Linked DNA regions of Mus musculus: regions 1 and 3 are each linked to region 2. A link is a contact called in public HiChIP or PLAC-seq data. All regions are on one chromosome and are shown on one strand. Each heading gives the region's core, a stretch centred on a gene start, on an enhancer-like site or on the middle of the called end of the contact. The rest is flanking DNA. Distances are from core to core; before and after follow the strand shown.

Evidence for each region. HiChIP or PLAC-seq counts read pairs in DNA pulled down with a chosen protein or histone mark.
Region 1: an H3K4me3 HiChIP or PLAC-seq map of embryonic stem cells shows a contact between it and region 2, with 25 read pairs. The contact joins the promoter of Zfp811 here to the enhancer-like site in region 2. A contact is called at or near these places in 8 of 39 promoter capture datasets (3T3-L1-derived adipocytes, the HPC-7 cell line, cranial neural crest and 5 more), 3 of 115 datasets of contacts at active chromatin or transcription factors (embryonic stem cells and trophoblast stem cells) and 3 of 9 other capture datasets (adipose tissue, liver and pancreatic islet).
Region 3: an H3K27ac HiChIP or PLAC-seq map of embryonic stem cells shows a contact between it and region 2, with 5 read pairs. The contact joins the promoter of Zfp952 here to the enhancer-like site in region 2. A contact is called at or near these places in 7 of 39 promoter capture datasets (the C10 cell line, the HPC-7 cell line, embryonic stem cells and 3 more), 2 of 484 Hi-C or Micro-C datasets (both in embryonic stem cells), 3 of 115 datasets of contacts at active chromatin or transcription factors (bone marrow-derived macrophages and embryonic stem cells) and 2 of 9 other capture datasets (adipose tissue and liver).

Annotation. Positions count from the first base shown.
Region 1 is chr17:32,808,607-32,811,638 of GRCm38.p6, reverse strand. It overlaps Zfp811 (zinc finger protein 811), which reads left to right and starts at 1,708. Exons shown (of 4, transcript NM_183177.3): 1 at 1,708-1,857. The coding sequence starts at 1,855.
Region 2 is chr17:32,876,283-32,879,620 of GRCm38.p6, reverse strand. It overlaps Zfp870 (zinc finger protein 870), which reads left to right. Exons shown (of 4, transcript NM_207245.2): 4 at 1-400. Among named protein-coding and RNA genes, the nearest start is that of Gm50050, 13 kb to the right of the region's middle. Within about 2 kb of position 1,925, at least 38 of the 459 cell types and tissues checked have an H3K27ac peak or open chromatin away from gene starts, as enhancers often do. A contact at or near this core is called in embryonic stem cells and trophoblast stem cells, where this site is marked.
Region 3 is chr17:32,991,687-32,994,649 of GRCm38.p6, reverse strand. It overlaps Zfp952 (zinc finger protein 952), which reads right to left and starts at 1,511. Exons shown (of 4, transcript NM_001045559.1): 1 at 1,392-1,511. The coding sequence starts at 1,412.

The sequences.
Region 1 (3,032 bases), core at 459-2,958, 68 kb after region 2:
GCTCTGAGAAATAAGCTACCCAAGATGGGGGAGAGTTACCTTGTCTCTAGGCTCTTCTTTCCAGAGAACCTGTTGGAAAGTCACAGACATCTCAGTAGGGTGCCTGAAATACTGCAGGGAAATGTAGGCTGATTAACTCCTAGCTGAAACCCAATACTTCCACAAAAGAAATTATCAGGATCCCTGTGCAACCAGATCCTAGACCACTAAGGACTTCGAATGGCATATCTTGTATAATGGGTTTGCGGCAGCCATCTTTCTTCCCTCCAAGTCACACGTTAAAAGACTTCTTCCTCCAAGTGCAGGATCACCTCTTCCTCCAAAGCCTTAAAATGGATACCGCTGCCCTTTCTGAGTAGTCTCTTTATTTCCTTCCCTTTTAGGCCCCACTGTTGTATTTGACATTAACCTGACAGAAATGAATGTTTTCTTAAAAGAGCCTTTAGCTTTAACAATATTGAAACAGTGAATTCCAAGAAATTGAGATTTCTCTGGGAATCTGGTATTGGGAGAAGAAAACCCTGGGCCAGAGCTGATGCTCATCTCCTCCAGGAAAGGGATGAACAACCTCACAGAGATGGTGACAGTCCAGTAATGGGTGGCATCACCCCTCATCCTGGACTGCTTAGTATGCCCTGGGCTTTAACTTAAACTTCAGTCTCACTTTAGTAACCCCAAGATAGACTAGTGGGGAATCACTGGGTCTTTTTGTTCCTCTTCCCAACATAGCCACATTGCATAAATTTCTTCTTTTCTGGTTTTCCCTACTAATTTGCATGTTTGTCTTCACGAGGTTGGGTGGCTGAACCTGGCTTCTTATAGACTGTGACCTCAAGTTTAGTAACAGCCATCAGGAACAATCTGACTCAGTGTCTCTCTTGCATTTGACCCTTGTATATATCTGCATGGACAAGCTGAACTGTACAGCACCTCCTGTCCAAACATTGACTATTTGGAGTCAGATAATAGTGTGCTTGTGGAACACACCAGAAGTCACTGGGTCAAATTAAACACTGGATCCTTGTTAAAGCGTGAGGACTTTGCTGGTATGTTTGACCTCTTTCTATAAATTCCACTTTCTGTATGCCTTCAATAATTTCATTCCTTCATATGTTTTCTATGCTATTGACTGAATATAGGTAGCCTCCATCCCTCCCTCACACACACTCTCTCTGTGTCTGTCTCCCTCCCTCCCTTACTCCCTCTCTCCCTCTCCCCTCTCCCCTCTCCCCTCTCCCCTCTCCCCTCTCCCCTCTCCCCTCTCCCCTCTCCCCTCTCCCCTCTCTCTCCTATTCCAGACCTGGTATGCCTTTTGTCTTCTATGGTGCGATGGGGCTGTTTCCATAGACACCGAGTCTGGAATCCCTCTGTGCTTCTGTAACCCCATCAGAAAGGGGAGGAAGCAAGAATTGCCCGCTGAGCAAGTGTTGGGTCAGGAAAGCTGGGACAGGGCTCTGCTTCTGCCCTTTCCCACTGTGGGGCCAGTGAGGATCTAGGAAAGTACTCTATGCAGTCTGGGTAGGCTTGAACCTAAAATTTCTAATTTGAATCTCAATGTGGTAGGTGAGTGTGCTCCTCCAGTCGCTAAAGCTTTAGGAGGCGGGTCTGTGGATTGATGGCCAACCAGGCAAGTTGTTTTGGGATGCATATCCAATGAAATATCCAGGCATTAGGAAGATGGCCGCTACGTATCACTGAGACATCCCCTTTTGGTCCCCGCCTTATTTGGGGATCTGGATTGTTAGCATCTGTACAGGGAATCTCCAGGTCTCTCTCTCTCTCTACTCCATTTCTGCCTCACCTCCACTGACTGCAGGAACTACAAGAGGACACTAGGACATCATGTCTCTGGAAATGGTTCGTGCGGGCGATTGTGGCAGTGGGGTACAGCTCTCGTCTGCAGAGGGGTCTCTCTGACTCTGATGAGCCTCAGAGCGGGATCCTCCGGGTGGAGCTGGTCCAGGCTGCCCTGTCTCTTGCTGAGCGCTCACTGAAGCAGACACATCTGGTCTCTCGCAGTGCCAGGTCTAGGCAGAGTGGGTGGTGGTGGCAGAGGGTGGTGGAGACTAGGTACTCGGGTTGGGGGTTCTGCACCAGAGGAGGTAAGAGGTGTGTTGACCCCCGGATCTTGTGCATGTTATTCTGAAACATACAGAGACATGGATCTTTTTTACACTGTCACGATTTATTAAATAGCCAATAAATTCTTTTTCCTTGACTACAGTTTTCCAAGTAAGCCCGATTTTGCCTTCTTTCTGGCCGTGGGCAGCCACTGCTCTTTTATTCCAATCTTAATCACTAACATTAAACCACATATTAACATTTCACACAATAATGAACCAAAACACAGGTTGCAGAATGGTTAAGAAAGTGTTAGAAAGGCTTGAAAGCACACAAAGCTTTACTGGAGTCCAGGCATTGGAGCTAATACGGGGACAAAGAGGGCTGTTGAGGATCGAATAATTCTCATCGATCAACTAAGCCGGAGAAACTGCGAGGACAAAGGCGGGAGGGAGTCCTTGCCCACGGTTATTCCCCTTCTCTTGACAGCTGACCCTGTGATCACTGCCTGTGTGCCACACTCTGGTTTTGGGGTGCTCCTTGTAGAAATTCAGGTGAGGGGTTGCATATATTGTGGTTGATAAGCTCATGCGTCTAGTGTTTTTGATAAAATTTGGTACATTTTCAGGAGTTGTTTACTGATGTCACTTTGTGCCTTCTGGAGTGCTGGCAAATAGTAGCTCTTTTTCCTCTATGAGATCTTATGCTTAAAACTCGAGCAAATCAGATTAACGTTGTTGCTGAACACAATGGAGCCATTCTAGGTTTGGCATAACCTGCAACATGAACTAACTACAAGCAGCCCGCCCCCACGCCCCCCTCCACCCCCCCCCACCCCCCCCACCCCCCCCCACCCCCCGCCGTCTTTTCCTTGTCTCATTTCAGTGGCACCTGCTTTTCCAATGAGCCTTGCAGGTTGCTCTAGTCTCATCCTGTCGCTGCAGTAACATACTGACTGAAGGCAGCATGGC
Region 2 (3,338 bases), core at 676-3,175:
AGCCCAATATCTTTTTTTTTAAATATTTTTAAAGATTCATTTATTTATTATATGTAAGTACACTGTAGCTGTCCTCATACAATCCAGAAGAGGGAGTCAGATCTTGTTATGGGTGGTTGTGAGCTACCATGTGGTTGCTGGGATTTAAACCCCGGACCTTCAGAAGAGCAGTCGGGTGCTCTTACCCACTGAGCCACCTCACCAGCCCTCAGCCCAATATCTTAACATTCGCATTAACCCCAGCACTTGTTTTCACCACAACAAAGAGAAACATCTGTACAGCAGCATGGATGGCAAACGTGGTTCTATTGGAAGCCTCTGGGAGCACTGCTCTCACAATTCAGACCCACACACAGTCCTGCACGTGTAAACGCAATTAAAAAGAAATACTTCAGAAAGACATTCTGTTTCCAGTTTTGTTTCTGATGCAGGCGTGGGGGTGGTGAGGGCCGGGCCCAGGACTTCACAGAAGCTCGCAAAGCGCTACCACTGAGAAGGCTAGGCTGACTCCAGACAAGCTTCAGGAGACAGGCCTAAATATGTTTCCATGAACTGGACAAGTCCAGGCAAGCTCAAGCAAGTCGGCTACTAGAAAAACCCTTCAGGCAGCTAGTCGGAAGCTGTCGCGCCACCCAACCTGAGGCAAGGACAATGGCAAGGACAGCAGCACTTTTCAGCCGCCACGCCCCATAATGGCTCTGGGATGTCCCTAGATATGAACTCAACAGATTAAGATAGAGGTCACCTACCCAGAGTTCCCCTACTGTGCTTTAAATCAGGCCTGCGAGCTCACTTCGGGGGGGTCTCTCTGTCTTTATCTTGGTAGTGGGAGACCCCAGCATGATGGACTTCTGCAGAATAAAACACTGTGTTTACATACTACTTGAATCCCCTGTATCATTCTTCGGACAATCATGAACCCTTACACCATTAAGATGCCTATCTAGCCCTGCAGTCCTTTTGGAAAATACTTGGCTTTTGGAATTGGCTTTGAGGAAGACCACAACAGCCAAAGAGTAGGAAGCCAAATATTGCCGCTGATTATAGTTCTGAAAGTGTAAGACCCGAAAAGCCTTACGTCCGGGATGTCCCACTCACAGAGACGGAGATCGATGCAAAAAGCAAGAGGTTTATTAATCCACCCTGCTGGGGTCGTTCTGAAATCAGGATAGAAGCAACCCTGAGTAGCTAAAGCACACACCTTTTATACATTTTTTAGAGCAGTTCTCAGTCACAGTTTAGGGCTGGCAGTTTATCACTGGTTAACCTTTAACTGCATTAAGGGGGCAGACTTAAGGACCGGAGACATTGTGTGGGCTTTTCTATACAATCGGAAGACTTAGCACACCTTGCAGTGAGGCAAATTCTGGGAAAAGAACACATTTACTTAACTTTTTTACAACCATGGTCATTTTGAGCTACCACAAATCTTACAAAAGGAGTTTCCCACCGAGCCCCAAGGTCTGTAACTGCCTTCATGGCCAGTGTGATTCCTTCATTAATCCCTGCTGGTGCTCAATGTCCTGCATGGACGACAGCGGGATTCTGGGATCGGGAAAGATCAAGAGTCTGTAATTTGAGCTCTACCTTGCCTGGTTCAAGTTGCTTCCTCTGTTCCTGGGTCTTGAGGAGGTGGGTCCAAGGTGTTACTTGAGCGCTTGTATTGATTGGCCAACGAGGAGTTTGTTCTGTGAGTGAGGCATTCTGCCACTATCAGATCTGTTTCTTTTCCTGCGCATTTTAGGTACCTGTGTGTTCTTTGAAAGCAGATCCTAGAGCACAGTCCTTGGCCTCCAGGTCGCATTCATTGACTGCAGGAGTGGCAGGAGGACACCAGGACACGAAAAGACAGGAAATGGTGAATGCTGTTGAGCGTCCCAGGTGTGGGAGGAGGCAGCTGCAACCTGGAGGCGGTAAGGGATACCGCTGATACTGCTTGCCGCTGAGTCTGGTCTGTCCCCGCTGGCCCCTGCTGCTTCTGGCATCCTGCTAGAAGGAGCTGGGCCAGCAGGCAGAGCTTCGGGCCTTTCCTTATCTGAGCTTTGGGTGTTGCAACGTCTCTTAGCTTAGCGCGTGCTGCCCGGGTCCCCTACAGTCTGGGTCGTGAGTGGGCCGCCTTAGGAGTCGAACTGGGGCTTTTTTGCAGAGATGAGGGAGGGGGATCTACGTGGATGGTAGCTGTTAATTCACTGCCCTGCTCTTTACCTAAAACCTCGCCACACTCCCATGTAATGTCTCAGGATGCAGCTACTAAGAGTATCTGTGACTCTCAATATTATAAACAAACAAAACGGGGCAGAGAAGCATCCGGACACAATGACAGCCGGAGACCACTTTTTTGGAATAGCACGGCTTTATTCCCTGGATGAGTTGAGTGCACCTAACAGGGCTCGGGGACTTACACAGGAAGTTCAAGCTTTTTATTGGTTCGGTTCGGTTCCATTGGGAGCAGAGGGTTTGGGAAACTCCATATCCGGTCTTCTTGTTTCTGCAGGTAGAGCGGAATTAACGGTCATGCTGTGGTTAAGAACTCCATATGACTAGGCGCCTGCACAACCTGGCTCAATTTCTCATAAACCTCAAGTCATGAGCTAAACCTCAGCTGCAGTTAAGGTGGGGAAAACGACTGGATGCAGGATAGCTTAGAGTCATGGCTCTCTAGTCTTTTGTAAGGGGGTGGGGAGTTGGACTTTTCCAGACAGGGTTTCTCTGTGTAGTTCTTCTGGCTGTCCTGGAACCCACATTGTGAACCAGGCTGATCTCAGACTCAGAAGTCTCTCTGCCTCTCCAGAGCTGGGAGTAAAGGCTTGCACCACCACACCCAGCTTCAGGGCTCAAGTGTCTATCTGTTCCTTCTCCGATGCTTTTTCACACTGCCCGTGCTTAGCGTAGGTCTGCCTGTGGTTATAGATTATGCCTTAGGTTATAGCTGCCTGAGGCTTGATATTATAATTCACCCAGTGAATCTCTTCTCAGCTCCCTTTCTGTCAAACCTATAACATCATTCATCTTACAGTGACCACAAGAGCCTTGAGCCCGTTATGTCAGGCAACAGACAGACACGTTTGTGTTATTGAAGCTGGCATTCCCAACCTGTGCCCCAAGTCAGGCCCAGCCCCCTGTTCTCAGTAAGCCAATAAAGAAGAGCCAAATATTGGTGAAAAGCAGAAAAGATGCATTCAGTGTCTGTACATTGGAAAGTGTTAACGCCTGGGGAACTGCTGCCTGCCTGTTTAGCAAGCCACTGCATGCTGCTATTGCTGTCACTAGGAGACTTCCTCATGTCCAGGTTGATTGCATATTCTGTTATGTTCTGTGCTTTGGTGTTTTTTTGAAAC
Region 3 (2,963 bases), core at 262-2,761, 120 kb before region 2:
CACGTGCAAGAAGTTTCAGAGCTTTAGTCCATTGTTAGAGTGGGCAGCATGGTGGCACGCAGGCAGACACAGTGCTGGAGAGGTAGCTGAGAACTCTACATGCAGATACACAGGCAGCAGGAAAAGTCAAAAACAGTTTCAACCATTTCAAGGAAAAAAATAAATGGTGCCTTTGTGTCAGGCTGATCATCCCCGACTTTCTTGATGGTCAGAGATTACTATCTACATAGAACAAGTAGTTGAAGGCAAAAACACCAAAGATTTAATATTTCTTCCAAGAACTGTATTCCAATTAAAGACTAATTGACGAACTCTCCTAATTCTTTCTGTTCGGAGAAACCCACCAAGGAAAACCAAATTACAGCTACATGAATCCCTTCCCTCAGGCTTTCCCCCCATTTTTCCATATTTCCACTTTTAACTATTTTGACCAGCATTATTATTCAAAAGAGAGCTCAAAAGCGAGGTTGAAATAGATTTCCAATGGAGAAAAATGCCCTCTACACAACAAGGAGCCTTTGCCTAACATAAATAAAGCCTCGGGTTCAACTGGCCCTACTGTAAGGAGACAGTTGTCTGAATCCACGCATCTCAAGGACAGCTTCACTATCCTGCTGACAGAAACAAACTGAGTCCGTGTTCCCAGGCCCAGGAACCAGCTCCTTTGCCCCTCATCATTTTGAGTTACTCACCAAATGTCCAGGATGAGGCCTGACCACCAAGATTCTGAGAAAAAAGCCTTGAAACCAGGTGGCCCAGGGGAGGCTTCATCACCAATGATTCCTTTACCCCTTTCCTGTGACAAGCCGCAGGAGTCATCAAAATCACATTGGCGACTCCCTTGCCCAACCCCTTATGTCAAAATACGGCTGGACAACGCTACAGCCCACTCACTCCACTCCCCTTTGCTCTGAGGTCTCATCCGAAATATGCTGTGCAATTTTCCTTCCGGGACGGGGTCTATGCTATTGTCCCTGACCGGTCAGGTTTTTCTGCTTAATTAAAATAAAGATCTTGCTTTGCTGGACTCTTGTGCCTGCTTGTGTTTTGTTTTGGGGGGACCCCCAACAGCTGAAAAAAATAAAGAAAACGAAAGAAAAACACACCGTGATCACGGAGGAAAACTACAGCAGGGCAAACGAAAGTGCAAGGGCAGAAAGACCCGCAACAGCGCTCACACACCCTCTGTCGTTCAAAACGCAGTTTGCGTTCAGCATCACCAATCTACCAGCGCTGCAAATTCTGCAGAGGTGTAAGTTCGAGGCATGGACCCACACTGAAAGGACTGGCATGAAACCCGTTTCGTAGTGAAGGGACAGAACTGGACCCTGGTCTCCTGGCAGTGTCACAGATCTGCCATCCTCGAAGCCAGGAGCCCGTGACACACTCACCATTCTCTGCTTTTGATGCATACTGTGTCCTCTCCAAGGAGCCTGAAATTAGAAGAAGTGACAGTAACCGAAGAAGAGTTGACACGACTCTTCCCGCAGCTGCACCGGCTTCAAGATGGTAGCAAGTGAGGAACCCTTCGATTATCTGCGCTTCTTATTGGACAGGGGAATAACAGCGCCGTTGATTGGTGAATAACTCCCCCTGCCTCCTACGAGCTTAATTAAAAAGAAATCAGCCTTTCTGAGTACCGCTGCAGCTAAAATCACAGTTGTCACTCATGACCCTTTTAGCTTGCTCTTCACTAGAACAAACCTGGCGCAACCTGAAGTTTTGTGGCATTTAAGGAAACATTCAGCAGGATTCTTAGTGCATGCGTTTTCCAACTACACACCCTATCCCCTAAAGAACTAATGCTACAGCTTTACAGTGGAGCCTCTAGTGTCAGTACCCCAAGGAGAAAACCCAAGACTTTTCCTTAGGAAGAGTCCCTATGTCAATCTGGGGGCATAGGGAAAAAAAGAGGACCTGACATGCAAGCTCAAGATTTGGGGAGGTTAAGCTAAAGCTTTCGCAAACCTTGTGTTTCAATATACCCGTTTTCTGCCAAGAAAATTAAAACATATCAACAATGAATTCAACTATAAATTGTCTGGAGAAAAATGGAATTGCACACCCGAAGTTTTCTACAAAGGATTCAACAGGTCTGAAAAGCAGCCTTTGGACGTCAGCCAAAAAGGTTTCTTTGCCCAAGGAAATCCTCTATATTCAGGAATGTAAAATGGTCTCAGCCTCCCAGATCAACACTGATTTTGGACCAAGAGCTTCACAGTGGATCTGTTAGGTTCGGGGAGAAGCCAAGAAAATTGATTTCAAAGACAGCAGCTTAAAATGAAAGTTTTATTCTCTGAGTACACAGAGAGGTAGCCAGCTCGGGATCTCTACTGCATACCTGAAGGGAAATAGTATAGCATATTAAAGGATGAAACCACAAGTTCAGGGGGAAGCCGGGTGGGCTGTAGCATTGTCCACTCATATTTTTTTTTAAAGATTTATTTATTACATGTAAGTACATTGTAGCTGTCTTCAGACATTCCAGAAGAGGGCGCCAGATCTCCTTACGGATGGTTGTGAGCCACCATGCGGTTGCTGGGAATTGAACTCAGGATCTTCAGAAGAGCAGTCAGTGCTCTTAACCGCTGAGCCATCTCTCCAGCCCGTCCACTCATATTTTGACACAATGGGTTGAACAAAGGAGTTTCCATTGTGGCTCTGCCCCTGACTGGGAGCAGTCAGTCAGGAAGGTGATGCACATTGGCGACTGGGCCTTATCTGGGGCCACCCAGTTTCAATGTCCTTGAAATCCTGGACATTTGGCCTGTAACTCAAAATGATAAGGGTGCAAAGGGGTGGGCAAGCTGCATGTAATCAGTTAGGTCATGACAGGCAATCAGTGTATAGATTTATGGCGTGTGTACCTTAGTTTCCTTAACAGGCAACTTCTTTTTTTTTTTTTTTTTTTATATATTCTTTACTGGTTATCAGACAAGCAAGAAGCATGTGAAACAACAGAA